Regions from separate parts of the Rattus norvegicus genome. Here region 2 is linked to region 1. The links are chromatin contacts, called in public Hi-C maps. All regions are on one chromosome and are shown on one strand. Each heading gives the region's core, a stretch centred on a gene start, on an enhancer-like site or on the middle of the called end of the contact. The rest is flanking DNA. Distances are from core to core; before and after follow the strand shown.

What was found. Hi-C and Micro-C count contacts between places; a contact is called where the count stands out from the background.
Region 2: a Hi-C map of frontal cortex shows a contact between it and region 1, with 5 times the contacts expected there. The contact joins two enhancer-like sites. A contact is called at or near these places in 10 of 12 Hi-C or Micro-C datasets (the A7r5 cell line, the Rat2 cell line, Schwann cells and 6 more) and 1 of 1 datasets of contacts at active chromatin or transcription factors (oligodendrocytes).

The regions. Positions count from the first base shown.
Region 1 is chr17:88,308,312-88,314,643 of GRCr8, reverse strand. The region is part of intron 3 of Arhgap21 (Rho GTPase activating protein 21); the gene reads left to right. Among named protein-coding and RNA genes, the nearest start is that of Arhgap21, 69 kb to the left of the region's middle. Within about 2 kb of position 1,628, at least 33 of the 93 cell types and tissues checked have an H3K27ac peak or open chromatin away from gene starts, as enhancers often do.
Region 2 is chr17:88,598,425-88,604,550 of GRCr8, reverse strand. It overlaps Enkur (enkurin, TRPC channel interacting protein), which reads left to right. Exons shown (of 5, transcript NM_001106126.1): 5 at 5,099-5,494. The coding sequence ends at 5,272. Among named protein-coding and RNA genes, the nearest start is that of Enkur, 21 kb to the left of the region's middle. Within about 2 kb of position 3,445, at least 36 of the 93 cell types and tissues checked have an H3K27ac peak or open chromatin away from gene starts, as enhancers often do.

The DNA.
Region 1 (6,332 bases), core at 379-2,878:
ATTAAAAATAGTTTCTGCCATACGTTTTTTAGAAACCTATAGACCCACAGATTCACACATAAGACACCGGGAGCTGGAAATATGAAATAAGGCTTAAAGCACAGAAATAAAAGTAAGTACAATCATTACATAATTATGGCGGAAGCCATCATTTTCCTGCCAGGGAAGAGTCCGGTTCGTAGGATGTTTGCCAAACTGCTGCTGGGCAGGTGAAACTAGGATGGGAGGAACGGACGGCAGCCTCTCAGGAGACATTTCTGAGACGTTTATGTGTAACCTTTGCCTAGACTTTGGAGAAGAACAGGTGTGGGGGTGGGGTGGGTTGTGTGTTACTAGTTGTAGGTTACTGATGCATGGAGAGTCATGCTTAGATTTTCTAGGGTGAGGGATCGAGTAGATGAACTCTGTTAGCCCAAGAATGCTTGAAGAGCAGCATATCCTGTCCCTGGGGAGCGGGGCTGCGTTTCCCATGTACAAGATAGAGTACCTGCTCTGGAGCTCTTAGGGAGAGGAGGGGCCATCTACAAGTCATGAACAGATGTGCCAGCAGTCTGTCCCAGCAGTGAAACCAGAGAATAAATGGAAGATCTGAGGGCAAGTCACTGTGTTGATTAAGAGGTAGTAATTGTAAGGTGCCTGTGAAAAACGTTTCATTTGTAGTAGTGGATATATCACATCTAAAAAGATACTTTCTTACGTGTAGCAAATTATTGAAGTTACAGAGCTCAGTGGAGTTTGTGGAGGGATAAGGAAAGCAGGTATTCATGAGTAGGGACATTTCTGGCATCAGTACACGCCCAGGGACGTGTAACATGGATGAGCGTATATGCCTGTCCTGGGGATGCCTGTTCATTCAGAAACCCCTGCAACACAAGCAGCTGGAGATTAGTGAGGGCTGACAGCCCTGGTGAAGGGTGTGCAGTAGGCAGAGGCACACCGCCACTCATCCGCTGCATGGTGGGGAGGCAAGGGGACCTCAGAGCTGTAGCGTAGAGTATGTACATGAGAAGTGCTAACTAGCTGTGGACCAAGGCCCCAAAGAAGGCTGTTGAGGACTAAATCCTTACTTGAGAGAGGACACAGGAGAAAGAAAAACTTCAAAGTGAAAACTAGACATTAAAACAAACACAGCAAAGCAAACAAAAGAGGCCAGAGCAGCAGAGATTCAGGGACCCGGGACAGATCCAATGTGACCCGCAGCTGGGGAGAGCAGCTTAACGTCACCAGGATTTGGAAGAGCCGTCCTGAGGGAGCAGGGGTTGGGATGCAGCAGGAGCCTTTCCTGAGCATTTCAGGAACTCGCTTGCACATACAGAGCAACTCACTGTATCACTTAGCTTCATTCAGCCGAACTAACAGGCTGAGAACCGAGGGCAGAGCTGGCCTGCGCGTGGCGTTCTCTCTAGTTAGATGGGCAAATTGTGTACTTGGAAAGGCCTTGGGGAAGGAGCGTGAAGTCACTGGTAAGTTTTGTTGAAGTATGGGTGCAAAGGCGATCTTAGGAAGCTTGCTGAGGGAGGCTGGTAGTCTTGAAGGGGAGAGCGCACAAAGGGCGGATGGCCTTGACAAGCTTATTGGCCAAGGGGTTGAGCAGTGGATAAATTCAGAGATGGGAAGTTGTTGCTTACAATTAACAAAGTTGTCTGGGTTGCCAGAGAAATTGCAACCTCGCAAAGCAAGAACAACAGGGCAGTGACTTATATACATCATTTATGAAACTCCTGAAACGTGAGGGGGACGACTAACATTACTGAACTTCAAGTGCTCTGAAAGGCAGTCATGGACTGTTCATTCAAAGAGAACTAGGGGGAAGTGTTGGATAAGGGCTCCCACAGTGTTTCTGCCTAGCTATAACTTTAAACTGATCCACGCCTGACACCTAGTGGTGCTGCGCTCACACTGCTCTTCTGGTGCCCGCCCTGTCCCAGGACTGAAGAGGCCCACAGGAGCATTCTTCTGGAGGCAAACCTCAGAAGTGCTGTTTACTGTTAGCATTTTCCAGGGTGACCTTTTGAAGTAGACAGAAGGTACTTACTGAGCATCCATTACATGCCAGGTACCGTTCTGTACACTTGAGATTTCCATGCAGTGTGTTTTCTATAAACCCACAGGTCCACTGTAAACATATGGGATTTGAGTATATAGCTAAGAAGATTCACCATAAACTCAAAGACTTTAATCTGTAAATGAATAGGTCCACTGTAAACTCACGGGATTTGAATATATAGCCAAGCAGATCCACAGGAATGGGTAACTTGTTTATAAACTTAACATGGGGCTGTCATGTGATTTCCACATGTGAGACCTTTCTGGATTTGTCTCATAGCTTTAGGGCTGTGTCAGTTCTTAGTGGTAAGTAGATATTTAAGGATAAAAGGTTGGTTTGTGCTCAGCTTGTACGTGAAACTCCATTGTGCAGAGTACTCCCTCCTGTGGAGACCCAGAGAAGCTTTTTGCCTTCACCTGTGAGTCAATACTAACGTTCCTTTCCTTCAGATGTGCCTGCCAGAGAGTTTACAGCATTTATGAATGAATTGACATCCGAGACTTAACTTTAAAAGCTTTATATGGGTGTGAGTGGGCTGAAATGAAACATGATTTTCATGGTTATTAGTCTCCTAGGGTTTAGTGCTGTCAGTCTCTCTGGTTCTGAGTGTGTGAAACATTCCCATGGCAAAAAAAGTTTGTAAAAATTAAATGTATTTGATTTGAAAAAGCTTAACATGAGTAATTTCAAACATCGTCTACTTTTTAAGTTTTTAAACTGATTTTACTCCATTTCTTGAAGGTCAAGCTGCATAAAGAGAGTACGTGTTTGCTTCTAGTATATGTAATTGTGATTGAAATGTGACAGGTCTCATCTGGGTCCCTGAAGTTGTCCGATCTGCAGATTGGGTGGTAAAACTTGAATGTACTAATTAGCTTTCTGAAAATGACCGCACTTTTTTAGTTAGGGTTTTACTACCTTGAACAGACACCATGACCCAGGCAACTTTTATAAAGGACAACATTTAATTGGGGCTGGCTTACAGGTTCTGAGGGTTAGGCCATTATTGTGAAGGTGGAAGCAGGGCAGCATCCAGTCAGGGATGGTGCAGGAGGAGCTGGAGTTCCATGTCTTGTCTAGAAGATAAAGAGAAGACCTCTCCCATGTGGCTAAGAGGAGGGTCTTAAAACCCACACCCACAGTGACACACTTCCTCCAACAAGGCCACACCTCCTAATAGTGCCACACCCTGGGCCAAGCATACAGAATCCATCACACTTGTTTTGATTAGAATATGGAGAATAGCTTAATTTAATAATTTACCTTTTCACACTCTCTCTCTCTGTTGATTTTGTCCACACCATAAAATAAGGGGGGAAAAAAGGCTAACAATTAGATGTAGTGTTTTAATGTTTGAGTATATAAGACTTGCTTTTTGTTTGTTTTTGTTTTTGAGTCAAGGTTTCTCTGTACAGCCCTGGCTGTCTTGGAACTCATTATGTAGACCAGACTGGCCTCAAACGGAGAGATCTGCCTGCCTCTGCCTCAGCCTCAGAATGCTGGGATTAAAGGCATTCCCTGCCACACAATATTTTTAACATTAGGTAGTATGTCTCTGTTAGGGTCTTAAAATAGCTTTTATAGCTGAATGTGGTAACTGATGACTGTACTCCCAGCTCTTATGAGTCTGAGACAGGAGGCTTGCTGTAAGTTTGAGGTCAGCCTGTGGGTGCATTCCTGAGCAGTCTGAGCTGTAGAGTAGGCCAGGGCTTCGTCCACTGACTTCATTACCTTTGGCTGGATGGCCAGCAGGGATGCTAGAGGTTGTGGGAAAATTTTTTTTGAGGAAACTGTACTTTTCTCCATAATGGCTATTGTGTTGGTTATTTCTACATCAACTTGACATTTGCTAGAGCCCTTTGGGAAGATGGTATGTGTAAGACTTTACTCAGTGACCCATAATCTGCTGTGATCTATTGTTCTCAGTTTGTTTCTCTATGTATAACAGTTATTCATTGTTTGCATTGATCTTAGTTTTGAAAAAAGAAAAAACAACCAAGAAGTGGACATTTCTGTAGGATCAGTCTCCAGTCTCCACTCTTCCCTGAAAGAACAACCAAAGAGCCCTTTTGCTAATTTCCAGTCTTAAAAGTTCCTTATAGTTAAAAACTTGGTGAAGAAAATGAATACATAAAAGGGCATTAGAATTTTTTTTACAAACTAAACCTTACAGATATTATTTTTACTTTTTTAATTTGTATTTTGAGATTATAGTATAATTACATCATTTTCCCCTACTGGTCTTTTCTTCAACCTTTCATATATATCCATGCCCCTTCCTTCTCAGATTCATGGCTTCTTTTTTCTTTGGGATGTCTCTCTCTCTCTCTCTCTCTCTCTCTCTCTCTCTCTCTCTCTCTCTCTCTGTGTTTGTGTGTGTGTGTGTGTGTGTGTGTGTGTGTGACAGAGAGACACAGACAGAGAGACACAGACAGAGAGACAGAGAGAGAATGTATGTGTATTTCTTCCGTAATCTACAAATGCAACCTGCTTGATCTGCCCTATCACTTGTAAGTGTGTGTTTTCAGGCCTGACCGTGTGGCACGGGACAGCCCATGGGCATCTGCTCATTGAGGAGGGCTGGTTCGCCCACTTGCAGTATTCCTTAGTTGCTTGTAGTTCTTTGTCTGTGATAGAGGACTCACAAGTCATCCCCCACCCTGTTTTCATGTTAGCATGTCTGTTGGTGGTGCCCTGGCCAGTTCATGTTAGTTAGATGTCATGGTGTAGCTTCTCTGACATTTCTAGGAGACGATCTCACAGCAAACATCCTGTTCTCTGGCTCGTACAGCCTTCCTGCCTTTCTTGGGCAGTGATCCCTGAGCCTTACATGTAGGAGTTGTTTTGCAGATGTGTCCACTGGAACTGAGCCTCGCAGCTCTGCATTTTCTGCAGCTGTACTCTTCTGTAATGATCTCCATCTGCCGCAAAGAAAAGTTTCCTTGTCGAAGGATGAAGACTACCTTTTCTCTAAGTATAAGGAAAAATACTTAAAATATAGTGTAGGGTTATGCCTACTTGGTAAAGGGGCAGTTATAGCGTCTCTGCCAAGATCCATGACTTTGCTAGCTAGATTTCCAGCACCAGGCATGATCCATCTTGTTGAGCTGGCCTTAAGTCCAGATAGAGAAAGAGCTGTTGGTTACTGCCAAGGCATGTGTGCCACTGTTGTCCCTTAGGGTTATTGTGCCTTGCTGGTTGCTCTGGTTCACAGGCATACTTAGCAGGGGAGCACTGTTGCACAGGCACACTTAGCTGGGGAGCACTGTTGCACAGGCATACTTAGCGGGGGAGCACCATTCACATGCATACTTAGCTGGGGAGCACGGTTCACAGGCATACTTAGCCAGGGAGCACTGTTGCACAGGCATACTTAGCTGGGGAACACGGTTGCACAGGCATACTTAGCGGGGGAGCATGGTTCACAGGCATACTTAGTTGGGGAGCACGGTTCACAGGCATACTTTGCCAGGGAGCACGGTTCACAGGCATACTTAGCTGGGGAGCACTGTTGCTTGCTTCACCCATTTGGAGGCCTGTGTGACATCTTTGGGTATCGTCAGTGCTAGTCCTCAGGGAGGAGACATTTAAGTCAGGTCCAGTTTAGATCTTCAGGGTCCTCTGTCTGAAGTGCACAGTGTCTTAGCAATGGGGTCTTACCTTCCACTTCCTGGAGGCAACCAGGGGCAACAGCAATAGCCTATAATGTGCTGGGACTCTTTTTGGACAGCTTTGACCAACAGTTCAAAGGAGGGTTTCTCATTCCTGCTGTTAGTGTTTTGGTTAAATAGTTTATGGCTCTTGAGGAGAGCGTCATCAGCCCAGATGGGATAAATTCATTTAAACTGCATGCGTGTAATTCAGGTGGATAATAGTATGGTTCTTATGATGTTTTCCGACCTCCTCCTCCTCTATTCATCTCACACCTGCATCTCCCTTCAGGTCAGTTACATTCTGTTAGAAGAGAGACTGTTCATTGAGAAAATTCTTCCATAACTTCAGTTCTTCCTAGCATTTTCTTGATTAATGATTGATGTGAGAGGCCCTAAACCACTGTGAATGGCGACAGCCTTGGACAGGTGGTCCCAAGTGGTTTAAGAAAGCAGCTGAGGAAGCCATAGTGAGCAAGCCAGTCATAGCACTCCTCCGTGGCCTCTGCTCCAGTTCCTGGGTTATTGCCTTGAGTTCCTGCCCCAGCTTTCCTCAGTGATAAGAGTATGACTTCATAGCAGACGTGGGACCTGAGGCCTGTGAGCCGAAACAGCCTCCCCAGCCGCTCCCGGCT
Region 2 (6,126 bases), core at 2,196-4,695, 290 kb before region 1:
CAGTAGACAGAAGTGAAGTTCATTGAAGGGAACCAGCAAGGCTCTGGTACCTCCAAGACCAGGGACAGGGAAGTGCAGCACGGTCTTAGCCATAAGGACTGTGAGGGCGGGGACAGAGGCTGTCAGTGTTCTCAGCACACAAAGAGCTGGAAAGACCTCACAGTGCAGGACCCCTGGAAGTGTGTCCAACAGTGTAGAAGGCAAGGGGGTAGGAGCTTAGTCTCTCTTCCCTCCCTCCAGAGGACAGAAGGAAAAAAAGCAGGACTCTAGCAGTGTCACAGGGCAGGGACGGAAGGTGGAGAGTGTTTGGGAGCTAGAAGAACAGGAAATGGAAGGCAATTTTTATAGCTCAGACCTCGCTATTTGAAATTTTACATCACTAACAATATTATTTGAGTACTAAAACTAATATTATTGAGAAAAATGTAAAGAATTCAGAGGACAAGTTTCTATTGCTCCAATGGATAAAAGACTATTTTGTAAGATAAAGTAAACAAAAAAAAGGTTTAAAAACAGCAAAAAGGCTGCATCAACATGATACAAAATTATATTGAGTTTCTGTCCTCAGTTGTTGACTTTGATCCAAACAGTGTTGTACATTCTAGAAGTTAAAAGCAAACTACCCTTCAAAAAGAAATCCACAGGGGGAAAAATGTGCTTCTGGGACCGCAAGTAATATGAAAATATTCCCCAACTTGCTTGAAACCCCTTTGATATTTGAAAGTGTATAAATGTATACATTTTTCTCTCTGCGGTAGGCGCCCCTGTGGTGCACTGTGGAAACATGTTCAGGTTTCATAATGAAGGACCAGGGAAAGCAGAGTCTCTTTGAGGACTTCTCTTCAGGACATATGTCGTGTGCTATTAAAAGCTTCTCTGACCCGACTCCCTCTTGAGAGAGTTAAAGTTCAGTGATTATGGCTTCTACAGTTCGCCATCCCAGATCTGTGCTTCAGTCTGACTCAGAAAGGGGCCAAGTCACTTTGTCCCGTTTCCCCAACCGGTGTCTCTTAGTTAGCATATCCTAGCTTCCCATTGCTTTACCAAAGTACAGAAGCAAATCACTGAAACGTTTTTGTTCCCCACACGTTTCTACTTTCTGTGATGTCATCATTATATAAAATAAGATAATTCCAATCTTGGGGACAGGGGGGTTGGCTTAGCAAAAATACTGAAACAAATTACTGGGGATCATTGCAGCATTATTCACACACATACACACGTAATGTGTTTTGCTCATATCCACCCCACAAGGCCGTCACGTGCCTCTTCCCCCTCTTACTCATCTCCCCCTTTCTCCCCTCCTGTTTGTTACCAGTGTTAAAGTTGGCATACATAGTGACGGGAATCACAATGTACTTCATGCTTTGTGGCTTTGTACTCTGTTCAAGTTTATTCCCCTTCCCCATTGGCCTCTCCTACACTCCCTGATCTGCTCTGTCCGATCCCTTTCTGCACACACGGTCCTCCCTTCTGCTCTCTCTTCACAGGGAGAACCTCTCCTTTTACTGCCTTGCTTAAGATCTGCTCCTCACCTGTGCCCTCCCCAACTCAAGGCTCCTCCCTGGTTCTATGATTTAGAGACGTGCACATCTTCCTTATCCATTGGCTGCTGACAGACGCGTGGGCTTGTCCCTTTCCCAGCAATTGTGAGTAGTGCAGCAATAGGCGTAGAAATGCCAGGATCTCTGCTGTGTGGTGGCTGCGTTCTGCTGGCACCTCCACAGGAGTGATATAGCTGGGCCATGTGGTATTTCTACTTTTAGAGAAACCCCTATATTGATTTCTATAGTGTCTGTACCAGCTCACAGTCCTACCAGCGGCTTAAGATTTCTTTCCTTCACGTCCTCACCAGTATTGGCTGTCACTTATGTTTCTCAGACAGCCATCCTGCCAGGGGTAAGATGGGGGACCGCAAGCTCTTTCAGTGTGAATTTCATCAATGGCTGCAGATACTGAGCCTTTTTTCAGCTTTCTAATAGCAGTTTCTGTATTTCTTCTTTGGAGAACTACTTGTCCTGTTTCTTGGCCAGTGGACTGGGTTGGGTGATCTGTGCTTGTTTTTGTTCCCTATTCTGAAAGCTGTCCTCACTGTGCCAATTATTTCCTGTGCTCTGAAGAAGCCGATCATACATTTTGATTTGATCTTACATGTAGTAGGATTTCCCCTGCATGTATGTGTGCCCGCCACATACATGGCTGGTGCCTGCGGAGGCCAGAGAGGGTGTTGGATCCCTTACAGATAGTTATGAGCTGCTGTGTGGGAGATGGGAATCATACCACATCTTTTAGAAGAACAGCCAGTGCCCTTAACCTCTCTCTGCAGACCGTGTGAAGCCCTTTACTTTCATGGAATCCTGCCTGCCAATCTTTGGCTTGTTCCAGTGTTGTTGCAGCCTACGTTGATCTTCTCAAGTTCTTCCCATGTATCGTCCCTCGTCATTTCAAAGCTTCAGATCTTACCTTAAGACCCCTTCTATCCATTTTGAACTGGTCTGAGCAGTTTCGTTCTTCTGACACCTTTATCAAGAATTAAGTGGTTTTATTTATCTCTGTGGGTTTATTTCTGAGTCCTCTATTCCATCAGTCGACATATCTGCTTTTGAGCCAGAACCATGCTATTTTTGTTACTGTGGCTCTGTAATATAATCTGAGACCAGGTATTGAGAGTCCTCCAGCATTGCTCTTTCGATAAGGATTGTTTTGGCTATTCAAGGCCCTTGAAGACTGGAAACTGACACTTATGGAGGCAGGGTCAATTGAGCTAGCGGACTCTCATCCTTTCCCAGCTTTACACTGCTGCTGAGTCGATATGAAAAATGAGACATTCACCAGATCCGTCTTCACTTTGGTGGCTAAACTCTTCTTCTTGGGAATCTCTGCTAGCCACAGGTAGCTTTTCAACCTGTGAGCTGGGCAATTGCCTCATCCTTCAGATCCATCCTGAATGGCATCCCTGTGGAGGCTAATGGCTAGCTGGAGATGACTCCCAAATGTGGGACATCTCCTCCAAAGGTCTTGGGAGTGTGAAAAGCAGCCAGCACTGAGATCTGGTCAAACAGAAATGGTCTTTATACTTGCAGGAACCCTGGAGCTGTCTTCCATGTTGGAGGGAAGCAGCTCTTAGGTTTATAGACCAGGCCTGGGACAGCAGGTCTCTGGGGCTGTACGGCAATGCAGGACAGTTATCATGGTCCAGAGGCTGACCAGACTAAGAGCTTTCTGACTGCCGGGCTAGTCTCTGTTGATGAGATCTGTTTCTGGCCTCTGGGCTCAGATTATCCTTCCCCATGCACTTCCCTGCCCAGCTTCCTGTCGTCTACAGTCTGGGCTTGTCAGCATCCAGCCTGCTGCGCTCTACTTCTGCCTCCAGAGACTTCCCACACCCTGACGCTGTGGCAGGCCAAACTGAAGCTCCTAGGCCTGTTCTCACGCTTCAAGGAAGCTTGGTTTTTAATAGGATCTTGCTCAAGATGCTGCCTGTTAGTTGCCCTGAGTCACCCAGAGTGACACTGTGGGGTTTCTCACTGTCTCACCAAAATCCACCGCTGGAATGGCAGCTTTAGGCTTGTCCTGTGAGGCTCCACTTTTAGAAATGACATCTGTTTCTTCTCAGCCTACATGACCAGCTTGGCTTTCTCCTTATTCACATGGCATCTGCTCTTTTGGGGTATCCTTTTGCTTCCTTTGTGGACTCCCAAAACTCGCTCTTTCTCTCTTAAAATGAAATGTACTTTTTCTTTGTGTCTGAAAGTATGCACACGTGCGTGTGTGCATGTGAGTGCACATGTACTCATACGTGGAGGTCAGAGGTCAATGTGGGGGTGACTTCTGTCACTGTTTACCATATCCACTGAACCTGGAGTTTATCAATTCAGGCGACTGCCTGATCTGAAAGCTCCTTCTGTATCTTCTTATCTCCACCCTCATGCCCAGGAGTGGAGTGGAGTGAGTGAGTGAGTTAGTTAAGTAGTTAGTTAGTTAGTTAGTTAGTTAGTTAGTTAGTTAGTTAGTGGAGTGTAAATAAAATGATCTATGATCTCACAATGAATGAAACGGGCCAGTCTGTAAAACTTCACTGAATGAATTCAATTAGTAGTTTAAGACTGTGTTGTCAGTGAAGCCCACGTCCCCTGTAATGAGAAATGTAACCAGGCAAAGGTGGAAATGGGCATTTATAGCTCCTAAGAGAGCCCTCATTTTGAATGTGTTGATTTCAGAGACCATAAAACATTAGCTACGTTATTAAATTAGCATGTGTTCTACATTTAATGACATTCGAACCATGTCTAGAACACATTCACAGGATATGGACCCCTGACTGCACGGAAGATGACTTAGTCTTTGTAATATGTTGTAATAGGTTGAAAACATACAAAAAGGTCACTATAAACTTGAATTTCAGTGTTTTTCTTACAGTAACATTTCACCAAATACAACTTGAATATGCCGGTCAAAATTCAGGCTTCTGATGTGGCCTCCCTGTTGAAGAACAAAGATAGAACAGAACATTCTGAGCAGGGAGGAAGTGAAGGTGGGGGAGGGGCGGTTTACAAAGTGTTTACCGTGTGAGCATGGGGACCTGAGCTTGATCTCCAGAGCCCATGTAAGAGCCAGTCGTGGTGACATGTGCTGTGATCTTAGCAGTAGTGTGGGAGAAGCAGGTAGAGGACTGGGGGGAGGCAGCAGTGGGAGGGGCTGCTGGCCGGCTAACCTAAGTTCCTGACTTCCAGGCCTGCAAAGAGGCAGTAGGGTGGTGGTCCTAAAGATGATATCTGACAAAACTTTTCTAATAAATGTATGAAAAATATTTTCAAAACCAGCTTTTACTTGGGACCATCAATTTTCAGATTGTTGATTTTTACCGAAGCGTTTGGTATAAGCTTGGCTCCACAGTGCTCCTAACTCTGTACGGTACAGGGCTCTGCCGCTGTGCCGTGTTTTCTGTTACTGTGGCCAAGTCCAGTACGGACACGTTATCATTTCCAAAGTCGCTTCAGCAGCCGTCTGCACCTTCTCAGTCTCTGTTACCCGCAGTTTCGTTGTCGGTTCCTTTTGCAGTCTACCCGTTACGGCAAAGTCTCTTTACCGTTTGCAGGGGCTGAAGAAGAACTGGGAAGAGGTGCACAAAGAGTTCCAGTCCCTCTCGGTCTTCATCGACTCCATACCGAAGAAGATCCGCAAGCAGAAGCTGGAAAAAGAGATGAAACAGCTGGAGCACGACATCAGCATCATCGAGAAGCACAAGATCATCTACATCGCCAACCAGTGAGCGAGCTGTCACGGTGCGGAAAGAGGACACAGGACAATCCTCACGGACGTCAAACCAAACCCACTCTTCTCAAAGAGGACTATGCAGAGAATAAGTTCACTGAAAATGTAGGCAGTGTTGAAAGAATAATTGAATTATTTGATTGTTCTAGAGAAAATTTTCTCCTCCACTGTCACAGTTCTACTTATAAACAAACCATTAAAGTCGGAAGCTTCACCCTGGGTCTGTATTCCATAAGGGCAATCATCCTATCACCGTGGACGTGTTTCACGTGAACATTACGTCTGGACCTTAGAAAGTAAAAACATTTAGCATTTCAGGGCTTTGCACTGTTTTGTTGTGTGTTTTTTGTTTTGTTTTGCTTTTTTCTTCCCTGGGTGACAGTAAGAATACAGTGCAGAAAACCATGCCTGTCGGAGACTGGGGACCCGATTCCCTGATACTCGGAAGCGCTTCCTAGATCTTGCTTCTAAACTCCAGTGACTCAAGGCGTGTGTTCTCAGGGGTCCAGTGCTATTTGTAATTATTTCTAACTCAAGATCTTTTCAGTATCCACAACACTATACATGATTAAAATGTTCACTTAAAGGAAGAAAATTTAAGAAGACGATTCCTGAAAGGCTCCAAGGAGAATTCTAGAAAGACTCTCTTTAAGGCATGGATGTAGTTCAGTAGCAGGACCTGAGAGATCTCTGGGATGCGGGTGCAGAATGACCGGACACAGGTGAGGGAGGAAGGAACGGTGTGTGGATTGCCAGCACACCACTCAAGGAGAGCGGAAACCAGCAAGAATGAGACAAAATGAAAATTCCTGACTGTAGTACTCTGATGTATTCCATGATTCACTGTGAATA